Regions from separate parts of the Triticum aestivum genome. Here region 2 is linked to region 1. The links are chromatin contacts, called in public Hi-C maps. All regions are on one chromosome and are shown on one strand. The core of a region is the stretch at or near the end of the contact, and the rest is flanking DNA. Distances in the headings are between cores, read along the strand shown.

Evidence for each region. A called contact is a pair of places that touch in the nucleus more often than the background predicts.
Region 2: a contact with region 1 is called in a Hi-C map of leaf, with 2.3 times the contacts expected there. The contact joins the promoter of LOC123078112 here to the promoter of LOC123078110 in region 1. A contact is called at or near these places in 2 of 5 Hi-C or Micro-C datasets (both in leaf).

What each region holds. Positions count from the first base shown.
Region 1 is chr3D:172,586,328-172,594,092 of IWGSC CS RefSeq v2.1, reverse strand. LOC123078110 (geranylgeranyl diphosphate reductase, chloroplastic) reads right to left here and starts at 4,108. Exons shown (of 1, transcript XM_044500511.1): 1 at 2,561-4,108. The coding sequence starts at 4,047. The coding sequence ends at 2,713. LOC123078109 (pre-mRNA-splicing factor SPF27 homolog) reads right to left here. Exons shown (of 7, transcript XM_044500510.1): 3 at 7,637-7,720; 4 at 7,237-7,306; 5 at 7,020-7,153; 6 at 6,870-6,928; 7 at 6,336-6,751. The coding sequence ends at 6,871. It overlaps LOC123078111 (probable envelope ADP,ATP carrier protein, chloroplastic), which reads left to right. Exons shown (of 10, transcript XM_044500512.1): 5 at 1-7; 6 at 134-202; 7 at 271-383; 8 at 503-672; 9 at 868-946; 10 at 1,071-1,614. The coding sequence ends at 1,170.
Region 2 is chr3D:172,917,549-172,925,313 of IWGSC CS RefSeq v2.1, reverse strand. LOC123078112 reads left to right here and starts at 2,842. Exons shown (of 4, transcript XM_044500513.1): 1 at 2,842-3,061; 2 at 5,628-5,721; 3 at 5,786-5,890; 4 at 7,750-7,765. The coding sequence starts at 2,916.

The DNA of each region.
Region 1 (7,765 bases), core at 2,859-5,358:
TACACTTGTAATTTATTTATTTACCTAACTTTCTAGTAAATGGCTGTTCGTTTCTAGTTTCATAGGTCAAAATTACTTGTGTTTCCGTTCATTCTTATTCTGGTCTGAACTTTCTATTTGTACTTGCTGATAGGTGACTTACCCACTCGATGTCCTCCGGCTTAGGCTAGCAGTTCAATCTGGACATAGCACTATGTCACTGGTAATAACTATTACAAACACAAATTTCTGTAGTTCGAAACTGGCATTTCATGATGATTAATTTTGTAGGTTGCTCTGAACATGCTGAGAGAAGAAGGGCTAGCTTCCTTCTATGGGGGCCTTGGTCCATCTCTTATAGGAATTGCACCTTACATTGCTGTAAACTTCTGTGTTTTTGACCTGTGAGATCCTTTCTACTGCATCTTCAATTCTTCATAGTGTATGGTATATAAAATGGTCTCAGATTTCGATATTTGTCTCACATTTTTGATATATCCAAATCATCATTTCTGTATTGAAGAATGAAGAAATCCGTACCGGAGAAGTACAAGAGTAGACCAGAGACTTCTCTAGCAACTGCTCTTCTTTCAGCAACATTTGCAACTTTGATGTGCTATCCGTTGGACACTGTTAGGAGGCAGATGCAAATGAAAGGCACACCATACAATACAATTTTTGATGCCATTCCAGGTAGCTGAGTGAATTTTGCTACCCTTGCATATGCGGCACAGTAATGCAGCATCTTTTGCTTAGTGCTACATAGCCACCTCAGTGTGTACAATGTTATTTGCCATTTTTCACCATTCTACGTACTCATTAGCAGCTTGGTCTTGTTCACTATTGACCAAATTGAAGCATTTTTGAGTTTTTTTATGCGAAATGCAGGCATTGTGGAGCGTGATGGTCTAGTTGGGCTATACAGAGGTTTTGTGCCAAACGCGCTGAAAAATCTACCAAATAGCAGGTGCTGCTTTTGTTACCATGTCTGTGAAAATATTTAATTTTAATTACAGCGCAATTGATAGCTGGCATCATGTTTAACTTGCCATAGAAATTATGTTCTCTCACAAGTTTGTTATGACATGCAGCATTAAACTCACCGCATTCGACACAATGAAGATCCTGATATCTACTGGGCAAAAGGAACTGGAAAAAATAATGCAAGAAAATCAGGAGAAAACAAGCTAGGAAAATAGCCTTGCACAACCTTAAGGCTCGGGGAGCTGGCATACTACCCCTTTACATGCTCCAATTCTGGATGAATCTCACTTTCCCAGGTCATATTATAGAGTTTAGACAGGCACATATTTGATGTTCCCTTACAAGTTGGTCCTAACTTACAGTGGTTTTTGTACACCTTGCTGCCTGCTGAAGATCGAGGCATTAGAATCAAGCAGGGCAATTAGTTGTTTTTCTTAGTGGCGGCGTGGCTTTAGCTAGCGTTAGTACAAGCATTCACCTTACCTGATATTTATTCGAGTGGAAACATAGATTGACCTCATAAGCTCTCCAGAAAGTTTATCCCAATGTTTTGTAAACAGATCTATGAAATACAATGGAGAGCTTGGATACTGTCCTCTTAACAGGTACACCCTGAGCGTAATACATCCTTGTTCTACAGGGTGTTTACCACAGCACTGCTGTCGCTGTAATACTGGTCTTGTATGCTGAAAGCTTTAGATTTGCCGATGAATGACTCTTAGCTTTAGTTTGGGCACCATCTCTTCTGTAATTTGTTTCTCTTTCAGCTTGAGCTGCATGGCCTTATGCACCATCAGGCGATGAAATGGAAACAAGCAAATGGAGTTTAGGGAGAGGAGAGTATTCCTGACTTTTTTGTATGTCGATGAGAATTGGAGTATTTGTTTGTCTTTCTTCAAGAGCTAGAGTAAAATGAGGTTGGACAAATTGTGTACTGCTATTCCATGATCTAAATATGCTTTTGTGCCTCGTACTGATGTATCATGTGCATGTCAATTGTCATGGTGAAATCGCATTCCAGATCATATTATGAAATGGGGGTTTCTATACTGCTAGAATTGGATGCCACCGGATGATCTGGAATAAGTCTCTCCGGCCTCATCGCACCTGACGGTGTGCGCTCTAACACTAGTGAGGGTGCTGTTCCAGGGATCTGGACAGCGTGTTAGAGCATCTCCAGAAGCTCATCTGATCGTTGTCTATATGAGATCCAGACAACATGAGGCGAAAAACGCTCTTCAGCAGATTGTCTGTAAGATAATTTTCAAAGGAAAAATTCCTATGGAGTCCTTTGGTTTGTAGGAATGGATTCCTATTCCTATGTAGGATAAGATCCAATCCTTCAAAGTAAAAATTCCTATCCTATGCATCAAATGGCATCTCTTTCTTTATAGAAATTGAGATGCATGTCATCTTCCTATTCTTACAATATTCCTATCCTATGAATCAAAGAAGGCCTAAATGTCTAAATGTGGACAATCGATACACTATGCAAATGTCAGCACAAGCACAATCTGTGACAAACCGGCCATTTCGCAGGGCAGACGGGTGCAAAGACTGCAAAGTAGCAGCGGCAGATCAAATGGTGCTCGCTCAATGGTGGCATTTCATAAAATTCCCATGTCAAACTTGCATCACATATCGCAAATGCAGAAATTGCACAGCTCATTGTTCACCTCATTATTCAGTACAGTATGGGTACACATTGGCCATTGCTTGCAGAAAGAGAAGAGAAGGGATTTCCTTTCTCTAAGCCTGCAGCAGCTCGAGCCGGCGGAGGCGCTGGACCTCCTTGCCGAGGACGCTGCATCGCACCATGCTGCCGGCGGTGCGCCACAGCAGCTGGAGGTCGGCCCACGGCTCGCCGGGCGCCATCCGCTTGTGCAGGTAGCAGTCGAACGTCCGGCGCTGCACGTGCTCGTCCGCGCACATCTCCACCAGCGCCTCGCGCCCGGCGTTGTCGCCGTAGAACACACGCTGCAGCAGGTCCAGGAACCGGAACGTCAGCAGGAACTCGTCGTCCCACCGCCGCAGGTACCCGCGCCTGATCCCGCCCTCCGTCACCGCGCCCGTCAGCCGCCACTCCTTGGCCATCGCCTGCCCGCACAGCCGCCCGGACTTGGCCGCGAAGTAGATGCCCTCGCCGGAGCACCGGGTCACGTACCCCGCCGCGTCGCCGACCAGGGCCACGCGCCCCACCACGCGCCGCGGCCGCGGGTGCTCCGGGATCGGGTGCGCCTCCACCTTGATCACGCGCCCCCCGGCGATCTTGGGCCCCGCCCGCGCCCGGATGCCCGACTGCAGCTTCTTGATCTCCGGCTTGGCGGCCACGGTGCCGGTCCCGACGGCCACGTGGTCGCACTTGGGGAACACCCAGCCGTAGAAGTCCGGGGACACGTCCCCGCCCACGTACATCTCCGCGAGGTCGTCGTAGTACTCCATGGCCTTGTCGGGGAGCCGGATGCGCTCCTGGAAGGCGATGGCCGTCGAGTAGTCGCCCGCGCCGACCTCCCGGGCGACCCGGCTGTTCGCGCCGTCCGCGCCCACGACGGCGTCGACCTCAAGGACGCTCCGAGTGGGTGAGGGGCCGTCGCCGGACGAGATGTAGTGGACGAGGTACGGGTCGCTGGGGCCCGTGGGGAGGGACAGCGAGGTAACGAGGCCCGGGACGAGGGTGGCGCCGGCGTCGGCGGCGCGGGTGCGGAGAAAGGAGTCGAGCACCTCGCGGCGGAGCATGGGGATATGGGCGCCGGGGGGGAGCGACCGCCCGAAGTCGGCGGCGAGGTTGGAGGGGGAGAGGACGCGCATGCGGGTGACACGGCGGTCCACGAGCCCCAGCGGGATGGCAAACTCGTCGAGCATGCAGAGCGGGATGGCGCCGCCGCAGGGCTTGGCCCCCGCGGGACTGCGCTCCAGGAGGAACGCCTGGGCGCCTGCAGAAGCCAGCGCCTCGGCCGCCGACGCGCCGGCCGGGCCGCCGCCCACCACGGCCACGCGCAGCGGGCGCGCAGGCGCGGAGTGGGAGGAAGAGTAGGAGCAGGAGATGGAGAGGCGAGCTGGGGAGTGGCAGACTGCGGCGGCCATGGTCGAATGTGGGTATGAGATTTGGGTGCTTGGTGGGTTGGAGTGGAGTGTAGCTACACTGACCGCCGACGGCGATGAATCTAGGGCCCAGCTGGCGCTATGATTTGAAAACCAAAAGTAGACCCGCATGTCAGTGAGTAAGACAAGAAACAGGATGCCTTAAAACATCAGCTTGCTGTATTATAGACTATAAATAAGAGGAAGTGACAATGACACGTCCCTTAAGTACATTTAGGGGATGTTAAAAAAGAAGCATTTAGCTTAAGAGGAAGGGACAATGACATGTCTCCGTCGGTTTCCAATCACCCATATACCAAATAAATGCATGTTAAATAATCAGTGAGTATCGAGCATATAGTACTCTTTTTCGTTCTGAAATAATAGAAGTCTAAATTTGTTCTAAGTCAAACTTATTTACGTACAATATTGTATGAGGAAGTAGAAAAAAGAAAGAGTTGGGACTGACTATGTGTACGTTGATTGGTTTTTTCATTGTGTAGATCACTTTTTTGGGCTGTCATATCTCCATCCAACGGCCAGGATCGTATGTCATTGTTGATTTTCTTCCTTCCGAGCTGTCTCCCAACCTGGCCCCATCCGCCGAACTCCGCCCCCACGACCGGCAGGCGTTGCCGCACGCCACCTCGCCCTCCCCTTGACCACTCATCATCGACGCGCTTGCCATGGTCCAACGCCACCCCTCTAAGCCCCCTTCACTGATCCCCTATTTCAGTATCGGCAACCCCACGCTTGTTAACCTGCTTCCTCGCTTCTGTCTAGGACACCACAGCTCGCTGCCGCTCACAACGCCATTCCCTTCTCCAGCGAGGTCCTGGCTTGACCTCGAGCTCCCCCATGGCCTCCTTTCTTTGAAGGCTAAATCGACTTATGCCAAAAGAATGTCAAGTAACTTACATATAGCCAATGCTTGACAGTGAGAAACAGGTTCCACATGCAGGAAAATTTTGAAGGCTATTTTATAGCGATTCCGAGTTTGCACACAGGCTCTGGAGCCTCCATGATTTTTAGCGGCCGCCTCCATAACGATTTTGGCGATCTATATTTTGCATATTCTATTAGAGTTGCTCCTATGTGTCATTGTTGCATGCAAATGAGTGAGAGGAGGGAGCTTCCGCATGGGAAGGCGTCCATGCCAGTGGCGGAGCGTGAAACAAACTGAAGAACGGGCCTACAACATTCTCATTAGGCCAACTTTTACTATTGGGCCAAATCCAGACTAAATCATGAAAGAAAATCCAGAGAATATGACGGGCTATGGCCCTGTTTAGTCCTTACAAGGATCCGCCCATGATCCATGCGATGCCGCTATGTAGTGGTGTTCTTGTATCTTATATCCATCAATGATTCAATGTCAATCTATGTAAAGGGCATATGCCTTTTTGATATGTGAATTTGTTTTCTTTACTTCATTCATTTATTCTATATGCATATCCTACTTAAACATTGATGTGTTGCTCATACTGCCATCCTCCATGCTTTGTGTTTTGATAATATAGCAACTTGCCTATTCTGTTATATAAAAAAAGGGCAGTCCGGTGCACGTAGCTCCTGCTTGCGCTATAGTACAAATTTGTTTAACACCATTTATTCAGGCCTGCCTGCCTGATTGCATGTTAGATATTGAAGAAATGTCTCAACCATCTAGCAATAATTTCATAACACAAGAATTTTAGTCCCTTATGTTCCTACAGATATTTTTCTCGAGCTAGCTATTGCTACTGGTTGCTATCACGGGAATGAACAAGGCAATCACAATAGGAAACTGAAATGTTTGTCAAATTTGTATCTTATTATCCACCAATGTCAATAAGTAGTAGGCACCTGATACCTCTCTACTAATGGTTGTTCACAGGTGAAATTGGAATGCTGAGAATACTATGAAACAACCACAAACACATGCCCATCCAGTTGATAATCGCACAAGAAACGGAACACATCTCCGATCATTTTACTGAAATAAGAGGGCACAAACCACAAAAATAATGCATAGTTCTCTTGAATGTTACTTTTTACAATTGAACTATAAATTATTCATGCAAAACATAATAAACTCTATATGTAACTACAATTTTCACATTATATCATACAAGTACCACATGATGATTCTAACTAGTATTATTAAATGTTAATCCTGCATATTACTATTAATTCCCTCAACAACACACGGGGTATCATCTAGTTTGTAACACAACCTTAGCCGTCGCATGCTAAGTTTTCCAATATAAGCGTATAGCACTTACCAGCCTACGAACCCAACAGCAACAAAGTAAGGCAATCAATCAAGTCTTAGAAGGCGACATAGTGAACAGGCTATTTGAAACAAGATACAGCGGTTCATGACATTTTCTGAAACAAGCAGAGCTAAATAGACGAAACATTCAGCTGACACTTCCATGTTACAGTACAAATTTACACCCTGAAAAGTTGATACCCATTTGCGATCAACAAAAGAGATGGGCATTCTGATTCTCTCTCTTGTCACAGAACAATACATGCGTTTAAGCTGTTTCTCTACCAGGTGACCAGGTGTCCACCAGCACATGCCATCACGTTGCATAACGCACATTCCACAATGGCCGTTGTCAACGGAACAGCCAGGTGTGGGTCAGGTAAGCATAGTGGCTACTGGAACCTCTAGCTGACATCTCATGGAGCCACAGCTTCTGCCTTCCTACATCTGTATCTGCAGAAACATCTAACTTGTCAACAGAATGAACACATACTGTGCAATGGCAACTGAATTTAATCGTAAGGCAAATTGAAAAATACTACACTTTTAAGAACAGAATAACATATTGTACCTCAAATCCCTACTGATGCTTGTGGGTTAGTTTCATTGCCACCAGCCATTGGCATTCCCCTGTAAAGAAGTTTGGCACACAACTCATAAAGAGAGGGAGAGAATGAGGGAGGGAGGGCAGGGGAGGGAAGGGAGGGAAGGGAGATCATACTGTTCTTTAGCTTCAAGTTTAAGCAGATCAATTTGATTCTGCAGATCAACACAGGCAGCTTGAATAGCTATGTTTTTCTGACACAGTTCCTGCCATTCTACTGTCAACGCATGGAGTTGTCCACCAGTGTTTTGCTGGTCAAAAACAGAATATCACTTGCCTGTACAGTATGGTCATGCTGATTCAGATTTAGGACGGGATTTGAAAAGTATGTTACCTGATGAAATTTCCTCTCACGGTTGACAGTTTCTATCTTTTCATTGTATTCCAGAGTCATTTTTTGTGTCCTACAAAGTACCAAGTTATCACATACTTCCAGCATTATAACTAGTATATCTACTTTTTAGATACCATGTACACATGCACAATAATAAAGCATATGTATGACATGAATACATCTAAGTGATTCAGAATCCAGTGGATGCCTAAGCTACATGAACACTGATGCATCACACACGTGAGACAGCTAGAAACACATTGGTTTTGCGTCACCTTCAATGTAGGATAGTACTGATGACACAGCCCACAAACCGAACAGTGTCAAATGAAATGCAAGGAAAACAGGACAAGATGTAAGTGATACAGCACTGTAAGGACATATGGACAGAACAAATTACCTAGACAAAACTGATTCCATTTTTCTGTTCTGGAGCTTCCAAACCTCAACACCGTGCTTCAGCATAAGCTCCAAATTCTCAATCCTGTAACACTAACTTCATTTCAAAAAACGATAGAAATATATTTGA
Region 2 (7,765 bases), core at 1,593-4,092, 330 kb before region 1:
AGTGCATGTCAGTCGGTGGAACCTGTCTCACGTAAGCGTACGTGTAAGGTCGGTCCGGGCCGCTTCATCCCACGATGCCGCCGAATCAAGATAAGACTAGTAACGGCAAGTAAATTGACAAAATCGACGCCCACAACAACTTGTGTTCTACTCGTGCATAGAAACTACGCATAGACCTAGCTCATGATGCCACAGTTGGGGATCGTAGCAGAAATTAAAAAAATTCTACGCATCACCAAGATCAATCTATGGAGTAACTAGCAACGAGAGAGAGGAGAGTGCATCTTCATACCGTTGAAGATCGCGAGCGGAAGCGTTCAAGAGAACGGGGTTGATGGAGTCGTACTCGTCGTGATCCAAATCAACGATGATCCTAGCGCCGAACGGACGGCACCTCCGCGTTCAACACACGTACGGAGCGGAGACGTCTCCTCCTTCTTGATCCAGCAAGGGGGAAGGAGAAGTTGATGGAGATCCAGCAGCACGATGGCGTGGTGGTGGAAGCAGCGGGATTCCAGCAGGGCTTCGCCAAGCGCTACTGGAGGAGGAAGAGGTGTCACGGGAGGGAGAGGGAGGCGCCAGGGCTTTTGGGTGCGGCTGCCCTCCCTCCCCTCCACTATATATAGGGGCTAGGGGGGCGCATGCCCCCCTTGGAGATCCCATCTAGAGGGGGGGGGGCGGCCCCTCGGGGCAACGACCCCCTTAGGGTTTCCAACCAGGGGGCGCATGCCCCCTTGGGGGGCAACGACCCCCTAGGGTTTCCAACCCTAGGCGCCTTGGGCCCTTGGGTGGGGCGCACCAGCCCACTAGGGGCTGGTTCCCACGCCACTTCAGCCCAGGGGGCCCTCTGGGATAGGTGGCCCCACCCGGTGGACCCCTGGACCCTTCCGGTGGTCCCGGTGACCCCCGAAACTCTCCCGGTGGCCGAAACTGGACTTCCTATATATAAATCTTTACCTCCGAACCATTCCGGAACTCCTCGTGACGTCCGGTATCTCATCCGGGACTCCGAACAACTTTCGGTTAACCGCATACTAATATCTCTACAACTCTAGCGTCACCGAACCTGAAGTGTGTAGACCCTACGGGTTCGGGAGACACGTAGACATGACCGAGACAACTCTCCGGTCAATAACCAACAGCGGGATCTGAATACCCATGTTGGCTCCCACATGCTCCACGGTAATCTCATCGGATGAACCACGATGTCGAGGATTCAATCAATCCCGTATACAATTCCCTTTGTCTATCGGTACGATACTTGCCCGAGATTCGATCGTCGGTATACCGATACCTTGTTCAATCTCGTTACGGCAAGTCTCTTTACTCATTCCCGTAACACATCATCCTGTGAACAACTCCTTGATCACATTGAGCTCATTATGATGATGTCCTACTGAGTGGGCCCAGAGATACCTCTCCGTCATATGGAGTGACAAATCCCAGTCTCGATTCGTGCCAACCCAACAGATACTTTCGGGGATACCCGTAGTGTACCTTTATAGCCACCCAGTTACGTTGTGACGTTTGGCACACCCAAAGTACCCTTACGGTATCCGGGAGTTGCACAATCTCATGGTCTAAGGAAAGATACTTGACATTAGAAAAGCTTTAGCAGACGAACTAGACGATCTAGTGCTATGCTTAGGATTGGGTCTTGTCCGTCACATCATTCTCCTAATGATGTGATCCCGTTATCAATGACATCCAATGTCCATGGTCAGGAAACCGTAACCATCTATTGATCAACGAACTAGTCAACTAGAGGCACACTAGGGACATGTTATGGTCTATGTGTTCACACATGTATTACGATTTCCGGATAACACAGTTATAGCATGAACAATAGACAATTATCATGAACAAGGAAATATAATAATAACCATTTTATTATTGCTTCTAGGGCATATTTCCAACAGTTCCCGACGAGCCTGAGACTGGCCAACCATCATCGATTGAAACTTGAGCCTGAATACAAGACGTATAGCCGCGGATAGCGCGACCAAGACAAACCTACATGAGAGAAATAACCAGATCTAGGGACACATAATCTTCCACACTCCTCTCAATGAGACGAAGAAGCACTACCAAAATGAGGACGAGGCGGGGACTTTATTCCATGTCGACGACGACGCCATCGTCTTGCCACCACTAATCGGAGACATACCCCTTCCTTTACTCCTAACTCTGCCTCCATTGGACCGAAGCCGTAGGGTCTCTGCCCTCTCCCATCGTCGGAGCGACAGAGGGTAGGGGGCCCTTGGTTTCGACGGCGAGCTAGGTTAGATAGGCCGCCGTATCTAGTGGCTGGAGGAGGATGAGGAAAAGAAAGCTTTGGAACACATAACACATGTATCTGCTTTTATTTCGAGGTTTATTTTGAGCATTAACAAAATCATGCTATATGAGATGTATGCCACAAATGTATGTTGAAGTCATATTTTAAAGGAGTTCTAGTGATATAATTTTGTATGGTAACTCATATAATTTTGATCTTGTTGACGATCAACGTAAAATTTGAAATGCGAATCAAGCCTCATATGTCCGGCTGGAGCGAATACTCTGTTTATAAGATATTTTAATCCTGCTGTTGCATCTTATTTCATAATAAGTGGCAAATGGAAATCTCAGGAGATAAACAATTTTTTTGTCAGCCTGCCTACTTTTGAGTCTTGGCTGGTGTCTTTTTATTTGTAATATTTACTCCCTCCGTCTCATAATATAAGAACGTTGGAGTAGAACACATTCATTTTCGTATAAAACATAAAAAAGGAAAAAAAATAAAACCAGCGTGATGTGATAGGTAGTAGGGGGAAATAAAATGAAGAGCGGAGAGAAGAAAACTTCACTTGAAGTTCCATAAAAAAAATCTGGAAGAAGCGCAAAAGACCGGAGGCAAAAAAAACGGCGACCAGATGGCGGAAGTGAAATCGACCGCCGGGGACGTCATGGACGCGGCGGCCAGCAGCGCCGGGCAGAGCGCTGCCAGGGTGGCCGATCTGCTCCGTGGGTTCCTCGCCGTGCAGCAGCGCCGCGCCGAGGCTTACTCCAAGCTCCGAAGGTACCGCTGCTGCCCTGCCCCCACCCTCCCTCGCCCCCCTTAACCCTAGGCCTTCACTCGAGCACCCCGAAGCAGGAACGCGGGCCGCGCGTGGCACGCCGCGCGAGGGCCCGGCCGGGGTAGCGGTCCATGGCATAGAGAGCGTCTTCCTCGGCGCCGGTGTGGTTGGGGACGGATCAAACCTGGCGTCGAGGGGAAACACACACACGAATGCAAGGGTATTGTGGGCAAGTTATATGTTAGATTTACGCGAGAATTTTCCCCATCAATCAAGAAAGAAAATAAGCGAATAGGTTAGGTGTTGGAAGAGTTTGATACAATTCTTTATTTTCTTTTCAAAGATCATATCGGATGCTCTGTTGAACAGTTGACTCTGCCACCAGTGTTGTATAGTTGTATTTATGCGTTTTGCACTGTTCCCATCGTCTACGGCTCATCCTACAAGTGGGAGTGGGAGTGGGAGTGGGAGGCAGAGTTGGAAAATGTGATGAAAATCCGAGAATGTTTTTTAGCTAAAAAAGAATACTGGTTTTGCAATAACCATGCCCATCACTCTGTTTGCAGTAGGCGCTCTTCTGTTGGAAATCTAGATTAGGCCTCATTTTTGTGATCATACAGTAATGCTACAAAATAAAATATCTCTCTATTTGGACTTAAGCAAGATAGCGAAAAAAATAACGGTAATGATAACTCCCGAACGTTCGGGAGTTAAGCATGGCAACCCGCATGGCAACCCGAACGGGTTTAGATGGCAAGTTTAGTTTGCGTGAGATTAGGGAAACATGGCAATTTTCTGACAAAAAAAGAAAAAGGACGAAGTTGCCATCCCCTATGAACTAAAGTTGCCATGTAAAAACGTTCGGGACGAAATGCTCAAAATCCGAACGTTCGGGAGTTATTGGATTCCAAAAATAATCTCCATATGCCCTGATAGCAGTATCTTAACATCAATAGTGGAGTTCTGTCTGCCAATGCACACTGCTGACAACTATTCTATAAACCGTTGTTGGCGTATGCTGGGCAATTAGAAGGAAAACGTTTGCGCTCGGCCGCGCCGGACGCGCGCGCCTTCCGATTAGATGTGATCGAACGCTCCATCTTTTCGCCCACGTTCAATGACCCACGCGTGATTTTCTGAGGCCCACCACCTCTCCTATCTTATCTCCTCCCGAAAAAAACGTGGCCCATTTGTTTGCTATAGCGCATCGTCTCCTACCTCCAGAAGCGTTCCTGCAAGACGGCTCCACCGTGTTTTTTTTTCTGATCTCCGCACCGTGGTGCACAGACGCTCCCGCGACGGAGGTGCTGGGACCATGCTGGGGGCGCCGCAACGGAGGTGCTGGGACCGCGCCGTGCCGACGAGTCTCCATGGATGACCATGGTGAAGGTTGTGACGCCTACGAGCGGACAACGATGCTGGAACCAGCATTTTGTTTTGCTTCAACCGGCCAAATCCAGAGCTGAAACCACAGTTGTTCTTTGCTGCAACCGATAAGCGAGTTGGAAACACACCTGGTTTTTGCTACAACTATATCATTTTTTTGCTACAACCCGCGTCGCTATTTGCTACAATCTTCGGCAGTGTAGTTTGGTGGCCGATGACGACAAACAGCTGCAACCGGGAGATGAGAAAAGTTACAACCCATGGTGCGAAAAGCTACGACCGGCAACAAAAAAAGCTACAACTGTCGGACTGACGTGCTGCAACCAACGACGGCGAACTTGTGGCCGGCGACGGCAGATAGCTGCAACCTACGACCAAGGAGCTGCAACCGGCGTCCAGTTTTGCTACAATCTGAATTTTGCCGTGCTACCACCGGCGTCGAGTTTTGCTACAACCGGTATCGACAGTTGGAAAAAAAGCTTCAACCTGTGTAGGAAAAGCTTCAACCGGCGGTGAAAAAAGCTTCAACCGGCTTCGGGAAAAAAGTCTCAACCCGCACACGCCGACAGTGCGAGCAGCGACGCCGAGAACTGCGGCAGACAGCACAGTGGTGTTACGGCGGCGGCAACTAGGTGCAACGACAGAGAGACGTGGGGGGCGGGGCAGAGCATGCTGCAATCCGGTATGGTGATTCAATCACTATCACGCGCCGCGTGAAGAGGAGCGGCAAGCGGCATGCGAGCAGGTGCTGTCGGGGCCGCCGCCGCTGACGAGCGCGACCGCCACAGCTCGAGAAGGACTGCTCGACGGGGGAGCACTACTGCGCGTTGGGCTGATCGAGAAGGACTGCGTGCGTTGGTGGGAGGTTGGGGACGAGAGAAGGGGATCTGACGGCTAAGAGTGGCCAGATCAGACGGGCAGGGTGCGACCGGCCCAAATTTGGGCCGGCGCACCGACGCCTATCACTAAATTCTAATTGTTGCAAGATGCTGGTGTATAACCGTGTATGGTTAAGAACTATGGTTGTTGCTCTGGCTGTGAAATACACCTGTGCTGGCTGTGCATGCTTTGCTTAGCTTCGGATACTGCGTTATAAATATTATATATGAAGATTATTGCATGAAAACTACCTTCCTATTTAAGTTCATGAATTTGATCACTCAAACTATGAAAGTTTTGCAGTGGGTTTTCTGAATATATGGCTAATGGAGGTGAATGCGCCTATCAACAACTATGTGGGAATGTTACAGCCGAATTTAATGATTGCTCAACACAGGTTAAATGCTTTACTCATACATTTTTATCATAAAAGGTGAGATATCTAATACTGCTTACTACAGATTCTTGAAATGGTGTCCCTCCTGTCAAAGCCAAGTTTTTGTCGTGGAGATCTTGCCAACTTATTGAAGGATGTGCAAGCATGTGAGAGAGATAAGTTGCAGCTGGTATGCTTTCAATATCTCCTGTATTGCTGTATGGACTTCAATATAATTCGATGTTTTTGAAAAGCTGTATAAAAACACCAATATACCAAATTTGTGTTTTATTTGATTATGGTGACATTACTTTGTTCTGACCCGAGGAAGTTTATTATGGAGATGCAACTGGACAGATGAGAAATTAAAGTTGGCTCTTCTGTGCTGTCATTCTAATCGTTTTACTAAATGTCAAGTTTACCTTTTTAACAACAACAAAACCTTAGAGTCCAAAACAAGTTGGGTGTGCTAGAGTTGAAACCCATAAGATCTCGAAACCAAGTCCTGGTTCTGGCATGTGGATAGCTATCTTCCACGCACCCCTGTCCATGGCTAGTTCTTTGGTGATATTCCAGTTCTCCAGATCTCTCTTTACGGACTCCTCCCATGTCAAGTTTGGTCTACCCCTACATCTCTTGACATTATCAGCATGTTTTGACCGTCCGCTATGCTCTGACGCTTCTAGAGGCCTGCGTTGTATATGCCTGAACCATCTTAGACGATGTTGGACAAGCTTCTCTTCAATTGGTGTTGCCCCAACTCTATCTTGTATTACCTCCGTCCCAAATTAGTCGTCTTAGATTTGTCTAGATACGGATGTATCTAACACTAAAACGTGTCTAGATACATCCGCATCTAGACAAATTTTAGTCAACTAATTCGGGACGGAGGGAGTATATCATTATTCCGGACCTGATCCTTTCTTGTGTGACCACATATCCATCTCAACATGTGCATCTTTGCTACACCTAATTGTTGAAAATGGTCTTTTAGTTGGCCACCATTCAGCGCCATACAATATTGCAAGTCGAATCCCCGTCCTATAGAACCCACCTTTTACCTTTAGTGGCACTCTCTTGTCACAGAGGACGCCAGAAGCTTAGCGCCACTTCAGCCATCCATCTTTGATTCGATGGCTCACATCTTCATCGATATCACCATCCTTCTACAAATTTGATCCCAAATATCTAAAGGTGTCCTTCTGAGGTACCACCTGCTCATCAAGGTTTACCTCCTCGTGCCAAGCAGTACTGAAACTGTACCTCATGTACTCAGTTTTAGTTCTACTAAGCCTTAAACCTTTCAATTCTAAAGTCTGTCTCCACAGAACTTTCTATTAACCCCTGTCCGACTATCTGGCACCACATCGTCCGCAAAGAGCATACACCATGGGATATCTCCTTGTATATCCCAAAGCAAAAAGATAAGGGAGCTGACCCTTGGTGCAGTCCTATTTTAATTGGAAAGGCATTGGTGTCGCCATCACTTGTTCGAACACTTATCACAACATTATCATACATGTCTTTGATAAGGATAATGTACTTTGTTGGGTCTTTGTGTTTCTCCAAGGCCCATCATATGACATTCCGCAGTATATTATCTTAGGCCTTCTCCAAGTCGACGAACACCATATGCAGGCCCTTCTTTTACCGTTTTCATTAGGGAAAATTGAATTAGCACCTCAAACCGAAAAGACTTGTCAATTTTCATTTGCAATCATTGTTTGAACAGCGACATCCATCTATGTATCCATTCAGTTGTCTCACAGGGATAAGTTTGTTTGCGCATGATAGTATCTGCTCTAATAGCATGATAACCACTCTGATCTCGTACCGCGGTAGTACTTGGCCTGCTTTACTGATGTTAGTGCTTTAACACATTCTTCTCTATCGGCATTACCTGGATTTAAATTTATACTATGTTTTGCGACAAATGCAACCTGTGCTGTTATCATCATCTTGTATACTGTTTTTGCTGCACTTTTTTAGTCGAAATTTCCCCCAGTCACTTGTCAGCTTGTTCATTATATCTCTGGTTGGTTGGATCAGACAGCTAGGATTCAGG